Linked DNA regions of Ovis canadensis: region 1 is linked to region 2. A link is a contact called in public Hi-C data. All regions are on one chromosome and are shown on one strand. The core of a region is the stretch at or near the end of the contact, and the rest is flanking DNA. Distances in the headings are between cores, read along the strand shown. Region 1 has its middle 87 kb from the start of SWAP70. Region 2 holds the start of ADM (adrenomedullin).

The links. Hi-C and Micro-C count contacts between places; a contact is called where the count stands out from the background.
Region 1: a contact with region 2 is called in a Hi-C map of fibroblasts, with 6 times the contacts expected there. The contact joins the enhancer-like site here to the promoter of ADM in region 2. A contact is called at or near these places in 2 of 2 Hi-C or Micro-C datasets (fibroblasts and lung).

The regions. Positions count from the first base shown.
Region 1 is chr15:50,778,803-50,784,002 of ARS-UI_OviCan_v2, forward strand. No RefSeq gene overlaps it. Among named protein-coding and RNA genes, the nearest start is that of SWAP70, 87 kb to the right of the region's middle. Within about 2 kb of position 1,484, the one cell type or tissue checked has open chromatin away from gene starts, as enhancers often do. A contact at or near this core is called in fibroblasts, where this site is marked.
Region 2 is chr15:50,253,930-50,259,127 of ARS-UI_OviCan_v2, forward strand. It overlaps ADM (adrenomedullin), which reads right to left and starts at 1,967. Exons shown (of 5, transcript XM_069554409.1): 1 at 1,782-1,967; 2 at 1,599-1,700; 3 at 1,235-1,353; 4 at 935-1,084; 5 at 1-704. The coding sequence starts at 1,332. The coding sequence ends at 383.

The DNA of each region.
Region 1 (5,200 bases), core at 234-2,733, 520 kb after region 2:
ACCACCTTGCACATAACTGCTTCGCGTCTGTCTCCCCCTTCAGAAAGCACACTTCCAGAGGGCAGTAACTTTTTGTTCCCTGTCTATTTTTCAGCACATAGAAGCTTTGCTGAGTACAAACAGGCACATAAGCAGTCACTTGATAAAAACACCTATGGGGACTTCCCTCACAGCCCAGTGGTTAAGACTTAGCCTTCCAATGCAGGGGGTGCAGGTTCAATCCCTGGTGAGAGCCCACATGCCTCAAGGCCCAAAAACCAAAACACGAAACAGAAGCAATATTGTACCATAGTCAATAAAAACTTTAAAAATAGTTCACATCAAAAAAAACAAAACAAAGCAAACATCTTGTGGAAGGAAGGAAGGCTCAAGGACAGCTGAGGACAACTGCTGGGCTATGAGGCAGAAAACCACGCCAGGCAGAAGGCAGAGGGAGGGGCCGCAGGGCAGGCGCGGCCAGACTTGAGAGCCGCCCAGGACAGGGGAGGAGCCACCTTCCCGAGGCCCGGCCCCCCCGAAGTGTGTCCAGGTGGCCTTGCATTCACCCTCAGCCCCTTCCTGACGACACGTGGCAGGGGGTGGGGTTGTCCCTTACAACCAGTACAGTCTTGACTTCCAACCCCCCACCTATCCACATCTCCACCCCTACTGCTAGCCCCGTGAGCATCCCAACCTCTAATCATTTGTCTACAAATCAAACAGTCCCCAGGCCCCTCCATTCCTATAAGCATCCATCAGCCTAGCATCCGCGAATCCACCCTTCAGCACATAACCAATGCCCTCGTCCTACGTCAGCCTTTCAAAACACGCATGGCAAAGCAGGAGCAGGTTAGGAGAGGGTCTTGAGCACCAGGCTAAGGCAATCCACCTTTATTGCTAAATAGCAGGAAGCTATGGAAAGCTTTTGAGCAGAGGAGTTGTAGAATCACATCTATATTTCAGACAAAGAAAGCTGGCAGCTATGAACAAGATGGACTTGAGGGGGTGGTCAAGGCAGAAAGACCAGTTGGGATAATATTGCAATACCCTAGATGATGAAATAGGGCAGAGGCACAGCCGCGAGGGAAGGGAGAGTCAAGCTGCAGATGGGAACCGCCCTGCAAGCAGGCCTGTCCAGATATGGGGGCCGTCTAAGAGGCCTTGGCTTGGCACCCACCAATGGACCTAGGCACTGTGCTTCCCCATCCTCAAGTGGGGCTGTGCCTTCTGCACATCTGGCCCAAGACATCCTGGATAGGTGGTTCCCAGGGGCCTGCCTCAGAAGTTGTCCTTTCTGGGCCCAGCGCACAGTCCTCAGCCCTACAGCTCAAGCCGCTGACACTTCGAGTACGCAGTCACCCACCAGCCCTAGTCTCACACTTCAGCCCTGGCTGTGGAAAGCTTGGGCCTCTTCTCTGTTAATTTTCTCCAACTCCTCAGAGGCTGGGCCCCAAGCCCAGTGAAGTCACAGTCTGGGAGGCAGCCCTGGCTCCCAGCCCGCCCACAGAGGCTATATTTGGAGCAGGACAACTCCCTGCAGACACACTTGGGACCCACCCTGCAGCGCAGCCCCAACTGATGGTACCAAGTTTCCAAGCAGTGTGAGTGTTGCTCACGTTTTCGCTTGTTTGTTCATTCATTCATTCATTTGCTCACTCGTTTATCCATTCCACAAGTATTTATTGACCACCCCCCCAGCAGGTTGTAACAGGATAGAGGGTGGGCACGTACACAGGCATGCATATATATGAGCACCCGGCTCTAAACAGGGAAGGCAGCACACACTCTGGGCACCCTCCCTCAGGGGCCAGTCGCCCTGGTGACGCAGAATCGGATGCACGTGGTGTCTGCGGGCACCTGTGTGCGCGTGCCTGCAGGCACGTGCTCTCTGAGGAGGCACCTATGACTCAGTAGCACCCCGTCTGTGCGTACCTGCGCGTACCTGCGCGGATGTGTCTATGTGTGTAGGCGGGGCAGAGGCTCTGGCCCCCAGGGGATGGGGGAAATAGTTGTGACTGACTCAGCTGCATATGGTGACTGGGATGCCCGCAGGCCAACTGTGACTTTATGCCCTTGCTTACTTGTCAAGTCAAATCACCAGTGTTAGGTGCAAATATTCTATAGGGAGGAAGAAGAGGCCCTAAGCAGGAGACACTTAGCTGTCTGGGTACAGCCCTAGCTGTCCAAGGGGTGCCCCAGCTGCCCCTCCACTGCAGGTACAGGGGCCCGCATCTCAACCCCTCTGGCCTGGCCTCCAGGAGGCTCGGTGGCCACGCCCCACATGGACGTTGCCAGCACCCTCATCCACCAGGCCCAGAGAGGCAGGACTGCCAGCCTAATCTGTCTTCCAACCACACAAAAGCTCTTCTGTTTCCACCATGTTGGCATCTTTTTCCAACACCCGAGCGCAGGCAGAGCTCAGCAAGAGAAACTGGGAACCTCTTCTGACCTCTGGGGCTCCAGACCCACCGCCTGGGGCATTGCCCTGCCCCCACCCCCATCTCCTCATCTGCATCCCTTGCCCTCTCTCTGCCTGGCTGTCTCTCCTTATCTGTCCCGGGGTCTATCTTTGTCTCTTCTCCAGGCAGGCTGTCTGCAGTGGAGGCTCCCCAACAACAGAGGTGCTGACAGCGAGGGGGTGTGCGAAGGACACTCCGGGTCCTTTCTTGAGCCTTATCAGAAAAGTGAAGTGACTGCTCAGGGCTCAGGCTGGAATTTCGCCCCGGATGACCTTACTCGGCTTGCTGGGGCCTCCCTGGGGACAGCTGGGGTCAGGCCAGGCAGGAAACAGGCCCTTGCTTGTTGGCTGCCCCTCCTCCCTCCTCACCCACTCTCACCCAGGCCAGACGGCCCGCAGATTCCAGCCAGGCGTTTCCACCGAGGGCACAGGGCTGCCCCTTCCAGAGATGCCTACAGCAACAGGGCACTGGGCTGTGTGCCCCAGGGAGGGAGGGGGGGAATGGGGGAGCAGGCATGTCTAAGGTGCCTCCAGGCGCCAACAGGGCCCTCCTTAGGCCCCCCCCCCAGGAGGAAATCCCCAGGGGCTGAGCCAGAAGTGGGGGTGCTTTCACCCTAGCCCCAAGAGGCCCCCCGGCGGCCAGCACCTGCCCGCGCATGCATGTGCCAGTAATGACTAGGGTGGCCCCGAAGCCTGGGCACCTGGGTTTTGTGTCCCCTTGGGCAACTGCTTAACTCTGAGCCTCACCTCCCTCATCGGTAAACTAGGAGAGCAGCGCTGAGTTCCCGGAGTGTTGAAGATAACATGAGCTTGCGGCGGGGCTTGCTCCCTTGGGCCGCGAGACTGGGTGCTACCTCCACCCCGTGCCCTCGCCCCGCCCGCGGGAGCCAGGGAGCAGCGCGCCTGGTCCGGCCGGGACGGTCCGCAGCGCACGCCTGCCCCCTGGCGGCCATGCGGGTCCTCGTGGCCAGCACTAGGGCCTTTCCCCGGCCCGGGGGTTCTGGGTGTGGGACTTTGCCGGGCAGGTTAGAGCGCAGGCATTTGTCTCTTTGTATCCCTGCTTTTCCACATTGGGTGGGTATTTCCTTGTGATAAGAAAAGTTACAAACATTACTACTTAAAAAAAAAATCACATGGAGCCTGTCCCCCAAGGGAATTCTGGAAGTTGGGGGGTTTCTAGCGTCTCCGTTCACGTGAAGTTTCCCAGGGTTGACTGGAAGAGAGAGACCAGGGCCGGCCGCACTGGGGTGGATGGTCCAGATTCCAGGTATGCTGGTGCTAACTTTAAGAAGAAAGAAAGGGAAACGAGTCCCTAACCTCAGGATTGTTGTTTAGTCGCTCAGTTGTAGCCGATTCTTTGCAACCTCACAGACCGTGGCCCACCAGGCTCATCTGTCTGTGGGATTCTCCAGGCAAGAATGCTGGAGTGGGTTGCCATTTCCTTCTCCAGGGGATCTTCCTGACCCAGGGATTGAACCCGAGTCTCCTGCAGTGGCAGGTGGATTCTTTCCCGCTAAGCCACCAAGGAAGCCCAGCCTCAGGATAGGGTTAGGTGAAAGCCACCAATGGGAGGAGAATTGGGGTCAATCAGCTCTGATGGAGCCCAAGTGAAGTCGCTCAGACGCATCTCACTCTTTGTGACCCCATGGACTGTAGCCCACCAGGTTCCTCTGTCCATGGGATTTTCCAGGCAAGAGTACTGGAGTGGGGTGCCAGATGGAGCCCAGGGGGACTGTATTGGTAATGCATTTGAGAACAAGGATTTCTTTCAGAAAAAAGCTATTTACAAGCCAGCTTTTATGAGAAGGACACCCGCCCTTCCCCAGCACTGGACTGGACTTTGGGAGGGTTCGGGGCTGAAGTGCCAGAGGGAGCTGTACCCCCACTGCTGTTGAGGGAGAAGCAGAAAGAACCTTCAGTGTGGTGATGGGGCTGCAGCCCTGGGTGTGTCCCAGAGGGACATGGAGAACAGCGGCGGCCACCACAGAAAAGGCTGTAATGACCAGCAAGGAAGCCACACAGCCCTGAAGAGCAGAGCAGAGCCTGGGGGTCTCTACCCCAGGCCCTTGAGATCCACCTCACAGCCTGCTGGGGCCATCCGAGTGGCTGGTGTGGTGGGACGGGGGAGCCAGGCTGGGAGGCACCTTCACTGGAGGCCCTCACTCATTCACTCAGAAGCAACACTGGCCTGTGGAGGGTTAGCCATGCAGGACTGACCTACCTCAGTCACCTGCGGGATTTTCCCAGAGACTGCAACTCTGTCAGCAAAATCCCCACTAGGGGGACCAGCTCTGGCCAATATGCAAAGCCCCTCACCACAAGACTGTAACCAGACGCAGAGAGACAAAATGCCAGTCAGAGCATGTCTGTGAGGTTAAGAAACCCCAGAGGGCTGTGCATTGCCTCACCAATGAGAGAGAGGTGGCGTTGCGTGCGGCCAGGTGTGACACCCTCTGGACACATTCCCTGTGAGACCGCAGACCCCCAGTCCAGCTCACCCGAGGTGACTCTGCAGGGAACCATGAGCAGGACCCAGGTCTGCATCACGCTGAAATTCAGGTCCTTTCCAACTCAGTACTTTTTTTTTTAAACATTGAAAAATCCTGCCCATTCATCAAAATCGTTAACATTCCACTTATTGATCTACCAGCCTCATCAAATCTCATCATGATGAAATTTTCCTTCCCTTTTATTTTGTAAATTTATTTTCAGTTTCAAATATTTTCGATTTATTTTCAATTTAAATTTACTTTCATTGCTTTA
Region 2 (5,198 bases), core at 717-3,216:
CCCATCAGGAATCAGTTTGTGGGCGGGCACGGCAGTGGCTCAGACCCTTGCCTCTGAGGGTCTCAGCATTTATTTCGCAGTTTCTCCTCTCCGTGAGCCTGGCAGACGACGCTCCTTTGGATTCCCTCTGCACCCACCTCCCCACCCTGGGAACCTGGCCCCAATTAGTATGAAGAGAACACTGTCTCTCCTCCGCGGAGGACGCGTTCCTGCAAAGCCAGTGCTCGCTGGCTGCCAGACGGTGCCTCCTGGACTCTCGGTCTCTCGGGGCTGTTCTCAGCCCGGGCCCATGGGCTGAGTGAGGGGCTCGGCTCGCGGAAGCCCTCCCGCCCGAGAGGTGCCGGCGAGAGGCGTGCGCGACTGTTCGCTGCTGCCCAGGCGCCTAAATCCTAAGGAGGGTGGCAAATACTTGATGCACCCGGGAGTCCGGGGCCCCTCGCGCCTTTGGCTCTGGAGGCTGTAATAGAGTCCGACCCAAGCCGGCCTCGGGCAGTGAACGTCGGCGTCGACGGCCGTAGCCCTGAGGGCTGATCTTGTTCCTGGGGGCGACTCCGTCCTTGTCCTTGTCCGTGAACTGATAGATCTGATGCGCCAACTTCTGCACCGTGCACGTCCCGAAGCGACAACCAAAGCCCCGCTGGCCCTGGAAGTTGTTCAAACTCTGGCGGTAGCGCTTGACTCGGATGCGGGCTGCGTCAGGACTGCTGGAGACGGGAAAGGAAGGCTATGTGAGACCCCCACCACCACCACTACATCCACCATCATCACCACCACCACCAAGCAGGTCTTTGGTCCCAGGCATCGGGAACGCAGCCATTCTAAGACCGGAGGGAGCTAGAAATTGCCATCTCCATCTCAACTGCAATACAGCCCTGATGATCCCCAGGGCTAGGGCAAAGGAGGAGGGATCCGCAACAGCGCCTGGCATAGTTACCTGGCCTGAGGGCTGCGAGAGGCGCCCTTCACGTCCTGGGGCCGAATAAGAGTCTGGACAGGCCCGGCCTTCATGTCGGCGAGCCCGGTGGGGTAGCTACGGGACTCGCGAAGTTCCCTTTTTCCACGACTTAGCGCCCATTTATTCCATCTAAAAAACAAAGAGACTCCATTCGCAATCGTCCTGGCGAGGTCTTGGCCCATTCCCATTCCTCTTCAGTTCTAACCCCTCGGCGACCACTGGTCAGTTTCCCTTGCCTTGCAGGTACCAGGACTGGGGAAGGCGCTGCCAGCCACTCACTTCTTTCGGAACTCTGCCGCCACGTCGAGCCGTGCGGTGTCCACGCCTAGGAAGATGAGCGAGCCCAGGTACATGAGGGCGACGGGAACCAGCTTCATCCCGGCGGCGATGCGCAGACCCTGGGGAAGGAGAAAAAAGAGCGGAGCTTGAGTGTCCGGGCCTGCCGCACCGGCGGGCGGGGCAAGGAGGCGAGCGGGGGGGCCCCCAGCGCGGCCAGGGTGAGCCTGCACTCCGCCTGACTCAGACGCTTATCTCCCAGGGGCGCAGAGAGGCGCCAGCGGCATTTGCACCCGCCAAGCGGGTGACAGGCCCTGCAGGGGAGGCCGCTGCGCAGCGCCAGGCTCCCAGAGGTTCCCCACTCAACTTCTCAGAATTTGGCTGACGGAGCAGAGGGGACTGGGTCTCTGGAGTTCCAGTTGTGTCCACGAGCTGGGCTCGGGATGTGGGACGCACCCAGCAGAGGACCCTGCAAAGCAGATTGTACCCCTCACTCAGCGCTTCTAGGCAAGCCCCCACAACTTCAACCCGCCCCGCCCGCGGTGCATACCTGCTGAGGGGGTGATCTGCCAAAATTCTTTGGAGTATTAAGTCTGAGACGGCGCTCTGGCAGTGGCAAAACCCCGACGTCGAAGCTGCAGTGAGAAGCCAAAAGTGAGAAGGTTCGAGCTGTTTCGCCTAGTGTCACCAAGAAACCTCTGAGTGGCCGGCTCGCGTTCCTGGGCTTTATAAGAGAGCAGGGGGCGGGGCCTAAGCGCCCTTCACTCCCTCCCTCCCTTCCCTTGGGCGCGCGCTCTATAATCGGGCACGCGCATTGCTTGTCCGTGAGTGTGGGGTTTGTAGGTTGGGGAGACGGGTGTCCCTCGTGCCTAGAAAGTTTTAGAGATGAGCTCCAGGAGACTGATGCAGGAACTGCCCCGGCACAGCGTTCAGACCTTAAGCCGCGACGAAGCAGACCCGGTACAACCTCTTGGGGTCCTTCCTTACCTAGGACCCATGCAGCCCAGAGTGTAAGGTCTGGCACAGAACTGCAAGAGCCAGCGCGGGGTACCACGTGGATGACCCGAACCCCAGACCTCGGGAGCTGTGGCCTCGAGTGGACCGCACCCCGTGCCGGCTTGGTGCCTGACCTGGCCGCGACCCCAGACTCCCGCGGAGCCTCACGGGCAGGACGCAGAGCACTACTGAGAGGAGGGGGGCTCGCCAGCGCTGCCCCCCCCCCCCCCCGCACCCCGAGCGGCCGAGACTCTGGGTTCTGGGGATGGACTGGTAAGATTTCGCAATAGGGGCAAGGCTCCGAAAGGCTAATTTGAGAATTGGGAGTTAGAGTGGGGAGTCACCTGAAGTTTCAGAATTTGCATGCCTGTTTGGAAATATAGGAATAACCAAAATTACGACGAAGAATACAGTTTCGTTTCCCGCCCCCCCCCCCGTAATCAAATTATGCCTTATAAGGTTACAACCTGAGAGTTTGCCTGACTGCCCTTGAAGCCTTCATTCACCCCTTGTAAACGTGAGGATTTACTGCCAAGAGCACACTAATGCTTCACGTATGTTAATCGCTTTACACTTTACAAACCATGGCTACATCCTGATCTCCTTTGATCCTCACACCTACCCTTGAGTTAGACAAGGAAGGTAACATCAATTTCCCACTTGGTGAAATGAGAAAACTAAAGTTCAGCGGGGTAAGCATTTGCTCAAAGTCACACCAAAGGTGGTAAACAGCTCGGCCAGGAAGCATGCATGGCAGACTGGAGTGGGGCGCGGCATGGATATTTTTCTAGGCTGGGGCCATCATCTCCTCAAGGGGGAGAGGAGAGTCCTAGCCCCCGCCCAAGGATTTATGCCTGTTCATGATGAATCACCCCCAAACACGTTTGTCGCCCGTTTATGCTCTTCCATCACTGCTTCTTGACTTCACTTTCTTAAATTCTGGAGGTCAAAATGGGGAGGGAACTTAGCCCCGCGGGACTCCCCCTCTTCTTGCAGGGGAGCTTCTGTAGTTCTGTCACCCACTACCCTGGATACGACGTGTCCTGAAGCTGAGAGTCTAGACTGACAGGAGGAGGGTGAGGGACCACTAGAACTCTGTGGACCAGCTTCCAGTCCTCACCCGACAGCTATTCTCTATATGAACTTGGGCAAGTTACGCCCCCACCTTCTAGCTTCCCCATCTATAACTTGCCCTCAGCAGATCCCTAAGCTCCCTACCTGCCCTGCCACTCTAGTTCTGAGACCCAGTGCACAGACGGCTGGCGCTGGGGCGCGCACGGACCTTGCCTGGCCTGGGCAGAGCACTGCTGCCTCAGCCGCCTTTTCACTCCCAGGAATGACCGGTGGACATTGCACTTGGGGAAGGAATGGTCGCCTCGAAGCTATTTATTCTGAGGGCTCTTCCCGGAGGGAGTCACCTGAGCGGACCTCAGTTCCAGCTCCGGATGAGGGACAGATCCCTGGGCTCGGACTTGGGCTGGACACGCAGAGGGTCGGATGGTTCGGGCCGCGTGTCTGGCCTCTGGGCAGTCGCCGCAGTAGATGAGGTTTGGCGGCTGGTCGGCCCACACCGCAGACTGCAGGTTATTACTGAACGCTTGCTCTGTTTCCAGGAGCCGCCCCAGTCCCAACTATTCTGTTTTTCTCGCTCGTCTCCCATTTCTCATCGCTTTCTTTCAGTTTGTCCGCTGCGAGTCTGACTTTTCGCAGCCACCCTGTCTAGGACTCGCTGTCTGTCACTCTTGTCTGCGGATGCGACCTACTCGTCGCCAGCTTCCACCTGGGTCCGTGCCAAGACAGGTTTTTACTTTCATTTCCCCGGCGCGCGCCTCCGACTGCTGGGGAGGTCAAGGACAGCTGGGCGCCGGCCCACAGCCAGGGAAGGTCCCGTGGTCTGGACTCGTTCCTTCCAGTTCCCTCCAGCCCTGGGGGGTTTGGTCTGCAGAGGTCTCTTCAGCTGCACCTCGTGGCCTCCCCGCTGTGTCCTTTAGGAGAGCCCTGATTCCAGGAGAAAGGGAGGGTGGAGGGGATGAGGGAAGGAATGAGGGTGGAGGGCGCTGAGCTCCCGCTCCCGCTTAAGGACCGCGAAGCGTGCTCTTGGTGCAGAGTTAGTTTTGCGCTACTAGAGGCTTCAACAAGCAAACCCGACCCAGAAGTGGAGATTCCACCGAGCTCCAGTGCCTACGCCAGCGGCGTAGGGGCGGTGCCAGGAATTCCCACCTGAGAGCCTTGGCACGCTCCTTATCAGCCCCAGTGCGCCTTGTAGCTCTGGCACTTAGAAGTCCGAAGCTTGAGGACGCCGTCAAGTCTTTCTTTAAGTAGAGTCCTGGCTAGGCGGCTCAGGATTTTGCTAGAACACCCGTATCTTCGAAAGTGTGTGTTTACGTGGGTCGGCGACGAGGGCCATAGGGTTTTCCCAAAGTGCCGTGGAGGATAAGTTGAAACATAGCTATAAACTTTGCCAAATGTTGGCATCCGTTTTTTTTTCCCCCTTGGAACCTGGGGTTCGTTTACTTACTGTTAAAGGCGGGGACAATCACTAGAATGCATTCACGGTTGAATATCGGATTTGGAAAGAAACAGCCTAAAGGAGTTCTGCTTTTGGCGATTTGTGGAGTTTCATCCATTCAAGTTGCAGTGATTGTAGATTCGCACAGAGTACAAGGAAGGAAGGAAGGAAGTGCAGGAAGAAACATCTTTAAAATCTCACTGGCAAAACAAGTGAGAGAAACAGAAGAACAATCTGGTTAATGAAGATCCACTTCTTTTTTGTGTCCAAGAATTTTTAAAAGGTCATGTTGTAAATAAACCCCCAAAGCATTGTAATAATTATATGTATGCTGACATCATATATACAGATATACAAACATGCCAGAAGCCTTGTTGTATAATGGTGTCTCAACTTCACATTCCAACTGAATTATTTTTAGGCCCTAAATCCAAGCCTTATTCTTAGTAATGTTTGGAGTTT